Linked DNA regions of Capsicum annuum: region 1 is linked to region 2. Evidence: chromatin contacts called from public Hi-C data. All regions are on one chromosome and are shown on one strand. The core of a region is the stretch at or near the end of the contact, and the rest is flanking DNA. Distances in the headings are between cores, read along the strand shown. Region 1 overlaps LOC107867407 (phospholipid-transporting ATPase 3). Region 2 holds the start of LOC107867406 (serine/threonine-protein phosphatase PP2A-2 catalytic subunit).

Region 1 (7,407 bases), core at 96-2,595, 510 kb before region 2:
ACTTTGTGTTGCTGATTGCAGTGGTCTCATCCTACGGAAGGAACCAAACAGAAATTCTTGAGATATAGCATACTGTTAGAATACCTTGCTATGCCCCAAGAATTGTTCCATCAATGTATTCTGTTAATCGTGACGGTTTCATCCTATGAAGGGAACCACGAAGAATTTTGTGGATAGATGTTTTTTATGAGCTATCCATTCTGTTGTTCTCACTTCTCACTGAATATATCATAATTTAAGGAGTGAGGCACGAGTTACATTGTTCACATGGATGCACTTTTGCTATGTCATCTCATTCACGCTGTCATTATAATTCCATTCTATAGGATTTGGTTTATCTTTTGTATTAGGAATTAGGGACTAGGAAATGGCACAGAAATGTTGAGTCCAGAGCAGGCTTGGTACAACCAAAAATGAGTCATATTTTCCCTTTCAAATCCCTTATGTTCTCTTGCTTTTAATATGTTAATTTTTTGTTTTATACCTTATTGAAAATTGATAGTCTTGTTTAACATTACTTGTTGCTTTTTCCAGGGTTCAAAGATGGGTTTTCCCATATGATTATCAGATCGTTCAGGAAATTCACAGGCATGAGATTGACAGCAGGATGGGGTCACTGCAGATTGGAAATAATCTTACACCCGAAGAAGCAAGGAGTTACGCAATTAGGCAACTGCCCGGACAGAAATCAAAACACACTGGTTTTGCCTTTGATTCACCTGGTTACGAGTCATTTTTTGCATCTCAGGCTGGTGTCTCGATCCCCCAAAAGGCATGGGATGTAGCTCGGAGAGCAAGTATGAAACCACGGTCAAAGCTATCTCAAGAAAACTAACAGTTGGTTCAAATTTTCCCTCTTGACAGTGATGTTACTTCTTTTTTGACCTAGACCATTTAGCTAATAGGTAGAATTAGCTGTGTAATATCTTATCTAGTTTTATTCTTTCACACACCTTGCTCGCCCTTGTGATTTTTGGGAATATAGTCATAATTAGGTTTAGTGAGCTTCTTGTAAAATTAGTTTAGAAGAAGTTGTGTACTCTCTGGAAGTGGGAGTAACTGAAAATCTATTTATTGAAGCTTGAATATTCCTAAGAGCATGGTTAATATATTAGTCTTGGATGTTTTGGGAAGTATTGGCTCTGAGATATTTTTAGAAAGTTTTGCATCCGAACATTGTTTATACTTTATATGATTTGCTTTATGTTTGGTAATATTATTTGGATTTTGGTCGAGAAAGAGGGTATGAGTTTGGTAATTGTTTGTAGTTTTTCTTTTTGCAAATAGCTTCTAAACGCACTTTAGTTGCCGAGAAAGAGGGTATGAGTTTGGTAATTGTTTGTGGTTTTTCTTTTTGCAAATAGCTTCTAAACGCACTTTAAAGCAACTGATGACCATTTCCATTGGTGATTGTTAGTCTAGTATCCGCGCAAACATCTTGAGAAGTATTGTACAATTCGATCACTATAAAAATACTTCATATCAGCCGTAGTGGACGAATGGTGTAATGTTCTTCGAAAGTGAAAAAGAATTCATAATTGCGAAAAGAGGAATTTTATTAATAGCTCAATTCAGTACAAACTAGCTGAGACACTTGAGAAACTGAATTGGAAACTACTAGAGAGAATCTGCCGTTGAAGCTCCAATAGTCACCTGTTGATGACGACGATTCGGGTTAGAACAGGACAAGTAGAAGAAGTGATTAGTGCTATATGTAGTTTTGATCCAATTGTCACCTGTTAATGACGACAATTGGGATTAGAACAGGATGAGTAGAAGAGGTGATTAGTGCTATATGTAGTTTTGATGATGAGCAGCTAATTGCAAGGACTTAGGTCCCTGGATGTTCATGGTACAGTACAGCTAGCACGCGTGACTGCACAATTTTGTCCTCTTGTGTAACAAACTTGCAGGTGCTGCTTGTACTGATTAGGACAGCTGGTCCAATAATATTTCAACCCTAATCATCACTCATCTATAAAAGGAAAAAAATGATGCTTCATCAAATGGTTTTTGGCAATTACAAAGAGTGAACAGAGGTGGCAAAAACCCCATTTCAACACTACTCAAGTTCTTAACTAATTATGTGTGCTTAAATAGAAGTTGTTCTTGAGTGAGTTCTGATTTGTAAGCGAATTACTCATGTTATAAGAGTAATGAACTTTTTTTCTTTGAGTAGAGAGTGCTTAGGTAAAGTTGCCTAAGTTTGATATTGATTAGAGTTAATCAGTGAAGAGAGTCCTTGACAGAGTTGCCAAGATAAGCTTGTAGTAGAGTTATTACAAGCGAAAGGAACCTAGATTAGGTTCATTGAAGGCTTTAATCAAGAGTTCGATTATAGTGGATTTGGAGGTGCTTATGAGGGCAAGCCATAGTTCTTTCCTTCCTTGAGCAAGGGGGGTTTCCACATTAAATTTTTTGTGTTGGTATTTTTTTGCACTGCCTTAATTTTCTAGCACCTTATAGCTGCTTTACTGTTCTATTGCTTGCGATTGACTTTGAGGGACTTGGTCCCTGACTTTGTGGTGCAACCTCCAAGGGTTTCAACAATTGGTATCAGAGCTGGTTCGCTTTAAAAGGTTCATACCTAAAGTGTTCTAGTCATAATGTCTACTATAACTGAACTAGGGGTGGAAAGAAAGGAAGCAAAAAGAGAGATATTTCTGACCTTGAAAGTTTTAGACTCTGACCTAGGTGAAGAAGACAGTGATGTTGCACTTTTTACAATAAAAATTATTAGAACTATAAAAATGGGTGGTTAGCTTAGCAAAAGAAATGATAAGATTGAAGGCTGTCACAAAGATGGTAGCTCTAAGTCATTTATAAGAAACTACCAAATGCAAAAGAATGATCAAAATCCTAAAAAATCAATAAGAAAGGACGCAACTAGCTGTATAATAAAGAAAGTGCTGGCTACATGGGAAGACTCCTCAAATAAATCTGAGAAAGACAAAGAGGATGGAGATGGTTTAATTCTGAAACCTGGTGAGAAGAAAATAATCTCAGGATTCTGTAGCCTTATAATGGCCACTGCTGAAGATAGAGAAGGAAATGTGGTAGAAAAAGAGGATGACAACCAAAACTGATTTATGGATAGTGGTTGTTCTAGACACCTGACTGAGAGGGTTGATTGTTTTCTCTCTCTTAAGGCACTTCAAGGGGGAGGTGTGTCTTTTGGAAATGGCAAAAAAGGTTATATACAAGGTGTTAGAAGGATTGGAAAATCACCCCATCATACAATAGAAGATGTGTATTATGTGAATATGCAAAAGTATAGTCTTCTAAGTGTATCTCAAATCTGTGACAAAGGAAATGAGGTAAAATTCTCATATGATAGATGCACTATATCAAGTATGAAATCTGGAAGGATTATTGTCAAAGCCAAAAGGATCAAGAACATGCATGTAGCTGATCTGGAGTCTGTAGCTAATGGGGAATTAACTTGTTTAAGTACACAAGGTAAAGATGCTAATTTGTGGCACAAAAGATTAGGGCATGTGAGTTCCTCCTTGTTAAACAAACTGATTTCAAGGGACCTGGTTCGTGGCCTGCCAAAGCTGAAATTTCCAGACAATAAAGTCTATAATACTTGTGTTAAAGGGAAACAAACCAGATCCTCCTTCAAATTAAAGAAGCAAGTAAGTACTTCCAGTCCTCTTGAAATACTTCAAATGGATTTATGCGGACCTATTAAAGTCCAAAGTAAAGGAGGGAAGAAATATGTGCTGGTTATTGTAGATGACTATTCCAAGTTCACCTGGACAATGTTTATAAGAACCAAGGATGAAATATATGGGGTTCTTGTGGCTTTTTCTAAGAAAATCCAAGTGAGGCTAAATTGCAAAATTGTTGAATTTAGGTCTGAACATGGGACTGAATTTGAGAATTCTCAAGTTGATGAATTCTGTGCTGAGCATGAAATAAGTCACAACTTTTCTGCTCCTAGAAATCCATAATAAAATGGAGTTATTGAATGGAAAAATAGATTTCCAGGAGTTATTGAATGGAAAACAGACTCTTGTAGAGATTGCTAGGACTATGCTAATTGATAGTGGTCTTCCAAAGAGTTTCTGGGCTGAAGCAGTGAATACTGCTTGTTGTGTGACTAACAGGTGTTTGATTAAATCCCTTCTGAATAAAACACCATATGATCTGGTATTCAATAGAAAGCCTAAGATAGACTATTTCAGACCTTTTGGATGCAAATGTTTTGTGCTAAATAATGGGAAGAGAGAATTGGGAAAATTTGATTCCAAGAGTGATGAATTTGTGTTTGTAGGCTACTCCTCAACTGCAAAGTCTTAGAGAGTGTTCAATAAAAGAAATTTGTGTGTTGAAAAAAGTATTCATGTGAACTTTAATGAGTCAGGAAGTCAAATGAACACTGAAGATGGTGAAAGTTTAGAAGATGAAGAACTTATTCTTGTTTAAAGGGATGTTATTATCGAAGATGATGATCAAGGAATTAATGATGCAGATGAGAGTGATGACAGTGATGATGATCCAAGATCTCAGCCACGAATTCTAGCTCTACTAAAAGAACCACTAGAGAACACTAGTTAGAATTCACAGGGACCTGGTCCAGTGGTATCAATCTCAGAAGGCCAAATTGGAGGCACAAATCCTCTTATCCCTTTGAGAACCTGACTACACCCCTGGAAACTAAAGTTCAAACAAGAACTCAAGCCAGGAATGCTATGGTATTTCAACCTTTTTATCCTAAATTGAGCCCAAGAATGTAAAAGAGGCCCTGAAAGATGCTGATTGGATTAATGCAATGCAAGAAGAGCTTCATCAATTTGAAAGAAGCAAAGTTTAGCATTTGTTCCCCAGGTTTATTGACAGAACAATTATTGGGTGTAGAAGAATAAGCAAGATGAAAATGGAACTATCAACAAAAATAAGACAAGGCTGGTTGTTCAAGCTTATAATCAGGAAGAAGGGATTTATTATGATGAGACCTTTGCCCTTGTAGCAAGAATAGAGGTAATCAGAGTTCTTGTTACATTTTCTACATATATAGGATTCAAACTATTCTAAATAGATGTCAAAAGTACCTTCCAGAATAGAAGCCTGAAAGAAGAAGTCTATGTCAAACAACCTCCAGGCTCTGAAGATGCAGATTTTCCCCAACATGTACTTAAATTGGATAAAGCTCTTTATGGTTTAAAGCAAGCACCAAGGGCCTGTATGAGAGACTCTCAAAGTTTCTCTTGAAAATGGTTTTAAAAGAGGAAAAATAGATAATACTCTATTCTTGAAGACCGGAGGTAGCAGCCTATTAATTGTCCAGATATATGTTGATGAAATAATATTTGAAGCTACTTATGAATCACTATGTGAAGAATTTGCTATGCTAATGGGGAGTGAATTTGAAATGAGTATGATGGGTGAAATTGAGCTTCTTCCTAGGCTTGCAGATTAAGCAAACTCCTTGAGGGACAATGATTTGTCAAGAGAAGTACATCAAGGAGCTACTGAAGAAGTATAACATGAGAGATGCCAAGATAATTCATACTCTAATTGGAACCAGCTAAAAAATGGACAATAATGATTTGGGTCCTTCAATGAATAAGACAATGTATAGAGGGATAATTGGATCCTTGCTATATCTCATTGTAAGTAGGTCTGACATTGTTTTCAGTGTAGGAATGTGTGCCAGATTTCAAGCATGCCCAAAGGATTCCCATTTGAAAGATGCAAAAAGAATTCTCAGGAATCTGAAGGGGACAGGGGACCTGGTCCTATATTATCCATTAGGAGACAGTTTTGACTTGGTGGGCTATGCGGATGCTGATTATGCTAGAAATTTGGTAGATAGAAAAAGCACTTCAGGAATGACATATTTTCTTGGCTTATCCTTAATCTCCTAAGGATCTAAGAAACAAAAATCACTTGCTCTATCTACTGCGGAGGCTAAATATATTGTTGCTGCTTCTTTTTGTGCAAAACTGTTATGGATCAAGCAACAATTGAAAAATTTTGGTATTGTCTCAGACACTATCCCTCTAATGTGTGACAACACAAGTTCTCTAAAAATGTTCAAGAATCCAGTGCAACACAAGATGACTAAGCATATTGATGTGAGGCAACAATTCCTAAGAGACAATATTGAGAAAGGGGAAATCTGCATAAAGTTTTGCAAGACTGAGGATTAGATAGCTGATATCATTACTAAGGCACTTCACAAGGAATAATTTTTGAAGAACATGCTTAAGTTAGGCCTAATCAAAATGACCTAACCTACCATGTGAATCAGTATTTCTCCACAAAATTGTCTATGACCAGGAGATTGGTATTCTTGGTAAAGTATGTAGTTGTTATTCTAACTCAGTATCATACCTTTATAGGTATACACCCATGGGAACAATTTTGGAATAAAATGGATAAAGTATGCACAAATTTGAGAAATCACTCAAAGAAAGAGAGGGACCTGGTCCCAGCTCTCAGGTTAGTATCTTGAATGTGCATATTTCTCTTCTTATTCTGATAAAAAAGGTCACATCCTTTCTCCCTATGTTAGAAAACCTATTTTAGGAAAAATTGAAATCAAATCCATTTTTGCAGTAAATCCATGCACCCTGCCCAACTCAACTATCCCAATTATCCAAAGATACATCCTTTCTTCACCTACCCCTCCAATAAAGTTCCATCTCTGAAAATACATTATCCCTTTGATAGTGTGAAATAAAGTTTGGATGGTCCATGAAACAATTTAATAAGCCTGAAAATAAAAGCCTTCTAGGTGAATTTTTGAAATCCTATTAAAAGGCATCGAATTTCTAAGGGACCTGATCCCAAGAAGAAGAAAATGTTTGAAGATGAACCTAGTAGGGCTTATAAAAAAGTGAAACAAAACTAATGCTTGAAAAATTTAGAAATTTGATGAGTTTCAGTACAAAAATCAGAAAATGTAGAACTTGGGAATAAGAAAATGAACTCAAGATGAAGGGTATAATTCTAATCAATGAGGCCACTGAGCTTGAATTGTTACACTATCCTAACATGACTTTACTTCTCCAAACCTTCTCCCCAAATCCTCCACATTTTTTTCTCCAACTTCTGTGGCTTTTTCTATGGAACTTGAATTGTAATCTAGCACTAAAATGATACATAATCTGTTGAACATGAATGGGGCCTTGATTTTGTGCTCTTTATCTAATTCTACCTTAAAAATGTTCTTCATGGTAGTGTTTCCCCGTGGACATGAGTTAACTAACTTATCTTAACTATTACTCTTGGTTTACTGTTAATCCTTTTCAATGATGCCAAAAAGGAGAATACTGATCTCATATGGAGAAAGGGATATCAAGGGAGTAACTGGAACTAAAAAAGTGCTAATAAGGGTGTTACAAGTGTTGTAGATATGTAAGTATGATGACAGAGGGAAGAAATAATATGATGAGC
Region 2 (7,393 bases), core at 3,018-5,517:
TGTTTCTTTAATTAGTGAAATCTTACAAGAGTATTAAAACTTCACTTACGGATAAAATAGATTTTAGAAAGTTGGGTGTTCTCGCTTATTATTTTTTTAATATAAAAGAAATCGTTAATCTTTTTAATTTAATTGAATAAATAGATCTTTTATGATGTCACTATCACTTTTCTATGGCTCATTACTTTTCGTATAGAATTTTAAATGTCAATATAATTATTTAATTTACAAAAATGGGTGAGATCTTCTAAGGTCTTTAAAATTTTAATTTAGGCTAAAATGGACATAATAAATTCATGTGAAACCTACAATAATTGAACTTTCTCCATTATATATATTAGTAAATTAATATGAATCATTATATATTTTAGGATTATTATTTATTGACAAAAAATTTAAAATAAAATAAATACAATTAACATATACTTATTTATCAAAACTAACGACTAAACATCATTATATATAACGCAAAAGAGAAAGAGGTTGATGTGTGTGTGTGGCCGTGAGGGGGGTGGAGTGAGGGAGAGAGGAAATCAAATTAAGGTATTATAAAATATGTTTAATATTATATAATGACAAGTGATATAATATTAAACTAATCAAGGATAATATAAAAAAAGAGGCAAAACAATTAATATGGAATGATAAGTTAAAAATACATGTAAAAAGATAAATTCAGAAGAAAAAACTTTTTGAAGTAATTGACGAGCATTAGTTGTAAGTTAACTAAAAAAAATATTTAGCTTAACATTTTATTTGAATTTGAAATACAAATAAGTACTGCCAGATCGCCATTTGTTGTTCCAACTGGCTCTTTTTATACAAGCTGAATACATAGACAGACCCTTGAACTTTTTAATTTTTTTCGCATTGGCACTTCAATTAGGTCATGTTCCTATTGAACTCTTTTATCATTCACAAACCGTGTCAATTAAGCACAATTGCTGACATAACACTGATATGGCGTGACAAGTGTAATACACTCTCCTAAAGAAAAGTGAGAAGCCATAATTTACTGTATTTTTTTTTTTTAAAATTCATATTAGTAGAGGGCAAAATTCTCAACATTACAATTGAATTTTTGTGGAAAAATTCAACATCAAAAATTGATATTAGTCAGTGAAAATTGACGAAGGAACATGTAGATATAGATAAAAATGCTTATTTTTCGATGACGTGGATGATGGTTTTAAATTGGTCTCATCGGCAGCTCTCCGAAAAATGAGTTGGAGGTCAATGTCGGTGTTTCGGTGGTGGTTTAGTGGTGTTGGAGGGTGGTTAATTGTGTTGAAATGGATTTTCCAATGAAATTTTCGCAGGAAAAATCAAATATGAACACTGCAACACCACTAAAATTTTAGTCGCAAAACCTTCTGAACCTGCAAATTTGGAACCATGCGATTATATGTAAACTTTTATGGGCAACACCAAATTTTCTTCCTCTAATGATTGTTGGGTGTTATTTTGGTAGAAAATTAAAAGTAAAGGTGAATTTTAATTGTGAAAAACTAGAGGAAAAAAAGGATAAAAAAAATATTTTTTTTTAAAACAAAATTGTTATTGTTGCTTGTTGTATATGAGTCTGTGTTGAATCGGTACTCCTTTTCTTCCTTTGATGGTTGTTGGGTGTTGTTTTGGTGGAAAAATAAAGAATTCAAAGTAAAGTTTAATGGTGGAAGAGTAGAAGGAAGAAGAAGGTAAAGAAATAAAATTATTTTTCTTTTTTTTTAATTTTTTTTTGATTTTTTTTATGACATGTAATTTTACCATTGGTTATAATTTCCATGTCATGGCAAGTGAATTTCGGGCGCCAAATTTAATCTGAAATTGTGTAATTTGTGCTTAATTGACACGTTTTGTGAATGATAAAAGAATTTAATAGGTACATGATCTAATTTATGAAGGTGCTAATACGAAAAAGTCAAAAAGTTCAGGGGTATGTATTCTTCCTTTTATATAGTAAATAAATCTCTAGATCCTCAAGTGCATTAACACCTGCTACAAACATTGCTCTTGTGTGATATTATTAATATAAAAGATAATATATACCCCTAAACTTTGGTAAATGGTATAGATATACCCTCCTTTATACTTTAGGTACAAATATATTATTGCCGTTAATGAAAAGGTACATATATACCTCTAAACTTTGATAAATAGTACAAATATACCCTCCGTCATACTTTAGGTACAAGTATACACTTGTCGTTAATGAAAAGGTACATATATACCCTTGAATTTTGATATATGGTACAGATATACCCTCTGTCATACTTTAGGTATAAATATACTCTTGCCGTTAATGAAAAGGTACATATATACCCTTCTCATTAACGACAGGACACGTATTATAATCCTGTTCATTTGTCTTTTTTAAAAAAAAAATTTAATTATCCTAACTCCACCCCAAAATAATTCTAATTTAACCCATAACTCGATCCAAATAATAATCCAAACCCGATCCGATCTAATAGAAAGAGAAAGAGAGAATGAATATGTGTGAATAGAGATGCGCCTTGAAGGCTCTATTAGATCGGACGAGTTTGAGTTATTATTTGGATCGGGTTATAGGTTAAATTAGAATTATTTTAGGGTGGGGTGAGAATAAATTAAATTAAATAAGGGCAAATAAACAAGATTGTGACACATGTCCTACCGTTAGTTGAGAAGGGTATATATGTACCTTTTCATTAACGACAAGGGTATATTTGTATCTAAAGTATGACGGAAGATATATTTGTACAATTTATCAAAGTTTAGGAGTATATTTGTACCTAAAGTATGATAAGGGATATATTTGTACCATTTATCAAAGTTTAGGGCTTTATATATACCTTTTGAGTGATGACAAAGATATATTTATACCTAAAGTATGACAGAAGATGTATTAGTACTATTTATTAAAGTGTAGGGGTACATTCATACCTTTTCTGTTAATATAATATTATCTTGTTAATCCAAAAACAAAGCTCTTTATGATGATGTCTTTTATTTCAGACCTTTTTAATTACTATAAGGAATATATAAAATAATATAAAAAATTTAAAATACTTTTTAACTTTTAAAGTAGAATACTACTATGGATTATGAAATGTTATAAAAGTACTCTAAAGAAAACTTTTTTCGTCTTAAATTAGTTGTCATACCTAATATTATTATTAGCAGTGTAATCGCACGTGCCTCACGTATATAATATTTGATTATTTAAAATTAAATAATTTTATCTATTTCGGAGATTTTTACTGAAGTATAAAAAATTTAAATCACTTTTCAAAGATCCTTTACATTTTAATATAATAATAATAATGTAAATATAAACATATATTTTAGTATAAGCACATATATATTTTACCACCAGAAGTTTTAAGTGGTTGATGAATCATCACTTTTGTATTTGTGATGTAGTACCTCTTTCCCTTGTTGTCAGATGCTAAAAGAAATTCATTAATTTGAACCATATTTATTGCATGATTATTTTTCTATATTTAAATTTTTTTCTCGTTTTAAAAGTCAAATCTTTGATTATATTGTTATTGCATACTTAAAACTTTCTAAAATTTAGTATTTCTAATTTTTCTTATTCTAATGCTTTTATATTTATTTCTACATTTTCCAAATCTTCTTAAAATCAAATTTAGTTTATTTAGAATTCTTAAACTAATAGAAAAAGTATTAGTTATCTTTAATTCTGATTACTTCCAATAAGGAAAGATTCTACCATAACTATCTTTAATTAATTTTCAACTCTTAAATATTAAAAAAAATAATGAAAAGACAATTTTATCTAAAACAAAGACTCGCACTTTTAATATATTATAGATATAAATTATAGAATATATATAGATATAGATTATAGATAGATATAAATTATAGATATAGATATAGATTATAGATTAGAAGTAATTATCTTTTATTTTATTTTTAAATTAATTATCTTAAAAATAAATAGTTATTGATTATATTGATTATATATCCACTAACATACGTCCTATTTAGATCTTATAAAAAATTAGTATAACCACCAAAGAATGTGGTGCAGTGGATGATGCTCCTCCTCTTTTAATAAGACGTCTCAGATTCAAGTCCTAAAAAAGCCTTGATAGGGAGCGCTACTTCCTAAATGGAGCCATATTCGGTGTGAATTCGAATTAATTGGATTCCAATACGAATAACAAACATCAAATGCAAAATAAAATATAAAAAAAAAAACAGTATAAGAAAAATGTGACAATTAATGACCGAATAAATATTGTTTATTTTTGAAAATAATGCCAATTGAATTGTCAGTTAGTGTATATATACAGATATTAATTATATTTTAATTAGTTTTGCATTTTCTGAGAAAGATAAGAGGGGAGGAAAGAGAGAAAAATGAAGAGGAATATCAGAATTAGCATATGATTTGAAGATTCAAACCCTAAAGCTTCTACACTTTTGTATTTTTTAAAGATTTTCTTTATGTTTAATTTTTCCATTTTAGCTATATATATTCCGTTTGATTGATATCAGCTGAATATTCACCGTTTGATCTTCGTCGATTCTATTCTCTGATCGGTCGGCGTTTTCAGACCGGAGAAAATTCTAGAAATTTCTGTTAAATTTCTAGAAAGTTCTTGAAGAAGAAAAGAAAAAAATGCCGTCGCATGCAGATCTAGATCGGCAGATCGAACAATTGATGGAGTGTAAGCCGTTAACGGAAGGGGATGTGAAAATTCTATGTGATCAAGCGAGGGCTATACTTGTTGAGGAATGGAATGTTCAGCCGGTTAAATGTCCGGTGACAGTATGCGGTGATATACATGGACAGTTTTATGACCTGATTGAGCTTTTTCGGATTGGCGGCAATGCTCCTGATACTAATTATCTCTTTATGGGTGATTATGTTGGTGAGTTCGGAGGTCTTTTGGTTGTTTGTTGTGTTTATTAGGGGTTGGGATTGTTTAGATGTGAATTGTATTTGTACTCTCCCACTGTTTCCAAAATAGTTGTCACGTTTCGCTGAGAGAGTTAGTAGTTTGACAATTTTTAAAGCTAAATTGAATTCGATTAATTTGATGTTTTGAAATTAAAATGTAGATATTCAAAATCCATATGGAAAGTACTTATGATGAAAAATATATTTTAAAATGTTGGTCAAAGTTCGTATTGTTTGACTCTTAAAAAGGAAATTGTGACAAGCATTTTGGAAAGGAGGTAGACGGAGTACAAGTGATTCTTTTTGTGGTCTAATTTTGTTAAATGACCTTGGTTTCTTCAGTCCTATTATTTTCATGAGCCGAGGGTATATCGGAAATAGTCTCTCTACCTCTCAAGCTAGGGGGTAAGGTTTGTGTACACACTACCCTCCCCTGATTCCCACTTTGTGGGATGGGATTACACTGGGTATGTTGTTATTGTTGTCTAGTATTATTAAATTGCAGTTGCTAATCGTGTCATAGCCTCCCTAATGAGTTCGTTTCATGTTTAGTATGTCCGTGGAAAACTAGAGAACCTTCTGTTGATAGAGAAGTCATAATTGATATTAGAATACGAAAAAGTATTTGAATGGAAGTCCAAATAGAGCAGAATGGATATTGAGGATTCATATAACTGATAATTTGGGGTTGAGGTGTAGTTCTTATACTGTCATCGGATATGGCGATAAAGAAGGGATGTGTGGTAACAAGTACTAATGAGAATGCCCACTAATATGAAGGGAGGTATAGATCTTGTAGCATTGTATATTCGATTGTGAACAGCAACTTTTATGCTGAACACCGATATTTGAGCCTAATAGTCATGCAAGTGGTTTAGTAGAATTTAAGGGCGCCTCAAAGCTGCAACATCAGGGCTGTTCATTTATTTTTTAGGAAGTGGGTGACCTGGGATTGTCCATTCATTAATGGGTATAGTTATTATAGTCTTGGATTTTTTATTTTAGCAAATTACATGAAAAATTCTTGTTTGATGAAAAGTGACAAGCTTTAGTTTAAGTTGTTCATTGTTCATTGCTTAACCTCGAAGTGATAAATAATGAATTGTGTGTTGTGGAGTTGAAATGTACTGGTGGTTTGAATTCTCTAGAAGTAAGATAATGGCCTTGATTGCAGCATGTGGTACATAAATTCCGGCTCATTTGGCAAATTTTGTTGGTCAAGGATAGTTGGACTTGTCAAAGTTTGCTACGGCAAGTATCCTGTTTAACACATGCAGGGCACTAATTGAGGAATAATAGTTTAACCAATCAAAATGACGAGTGACTAAAATTTGTTTGCAGTTATGGTTTAGTTTATCTAACAACACGATTGTTTGTTGTTCATGTCGATTGTCGTTATGTTAAGCTTGTTTAAGTGTGAGGATTAATCAGTTCTCGACACTTGACAATGCGAGTTGCGTTGTTGGATTTACTTTTGGCTGTCGTCAATGTTGAATGTCCTTTTGTTTAGCTTATTTAAGTTCGAGAAGACAGGGCTTTTGTGAAAGTGAGTGTGTGCGTGCAAGATTTATTTCCTGTCTCATAAATTCGGGAAAAGGTGTTGTGGTTTATTACCTGTTACAAAGTGTTCTTTTGTGCCTTTCATTCTACATAAATCCTTTCTATAGTAGAAGTGTTCCTTGTCACCACTTTGTACTCTTTTAGTAATTTAGCCCAGTGAAATACAAGTATACAACACAGAAGTGTTTTAAATGCTGTCAACTGACACAGACTCATCCATAATTTCTTGAAAAATTCTTCTTCCCATAGTTGCCTTGTATTTTATAAACTAACTTGCATATTTTCCTTGTGATCATGATTGTATTATACATTCTTCTGTTGTCCTCTTTCTAATAGTTTTGCATCTGAAAAGTACTCCATCATTAAGGTTTCAGGCTAATAAACCACAGTTTCCTACTGCTTAATTTTCAGCTGGTGTTTGTTTGGTGACAAAGTATAAGAAAGAATCGAGGACTTTATCGCGGACTTTTGAAACTTGTGGTCTAAAACATTCTATAGATATTTATGTGGCCATAAATCATTGTATTAAGGTAACATTGGAAATTTAAAGTTAAATTGTAGTTTCTGAATATAGAAATGAGACATTCTTTTTGTGACAAGAAAGAGGGGAGTATTAACTTTATTTGTGATGCACATTTGACATTCCTTTTATCATACCAATCCTAGCATTATCAATTCTCTTGGTGATTAAGTATTTTTATAGTTGTTTATCATTGAATAATTGTTCAATGAATGCAGACCGTGGATACTATTCAGTGGAGACTGTCACACTTTTGGTTGCTCTGAAGGTTCGTTATAGAGATAGAATCACGATTCTTCGGGGAAATCATGAAAGCCGGCAAATCACCCAAGTGTGAGTCTTTTAAATTTTCTTCAAGTGATCATGTTATTTAACTTGGGGTGGGGATGGGGGTGGGG

The links. Hi-C and Micro-C count contacts between places; a contact is called where the count stands out from the background.
Region 1: a Hi-C map of leaf shows a contact between it and region 2, with 2.9 times the contacts expected there. The contact joins the enhancer-like site here to the promoter of LOC107867406 in region 2. A contact is called at or near these places in 4 of 5 Hi-C or Micro-C datasets (bud, leaf and placenta).

The regions. Positions count from the first base shown.
Region 1 is chr1:99,676,364-99,683,770 of UCD10Xv1.1, reverse strand. It overlaps LOC107867407 (phospholipid-transporting ATPase 3), which reads left to right. Exons shown (of 27, transcript XM_016713635.2): 27 at 535-1,133. The coding sequence ends at 835. Among protein-coding and RNA genes, the nearest start is that of LOC107867407, 73 kb to the left of the region's middle. Within about 2 kb of position 1,345, at least 4 of the 5 cell types and tissues checked have an H3K27ac peak or open chromatin away from gene starts, as enhancers often do. A contact at or near this core is called in bud and leaf, where this site is marked.
Region 2 is chr1:99,168,279-99,175,671 of UCD10Xv1.1, reverse strand. LOC107867406 (serine/threonine-protein phosphatase PP2A-2 catalytic subunit) reads left to right here and starts at 4,267. Exons shown (of 6, transcript XM_016713634.2): 1 at 4,267-4,886; 2 at 7,214-7,328. The coding sequence starts at 4,634.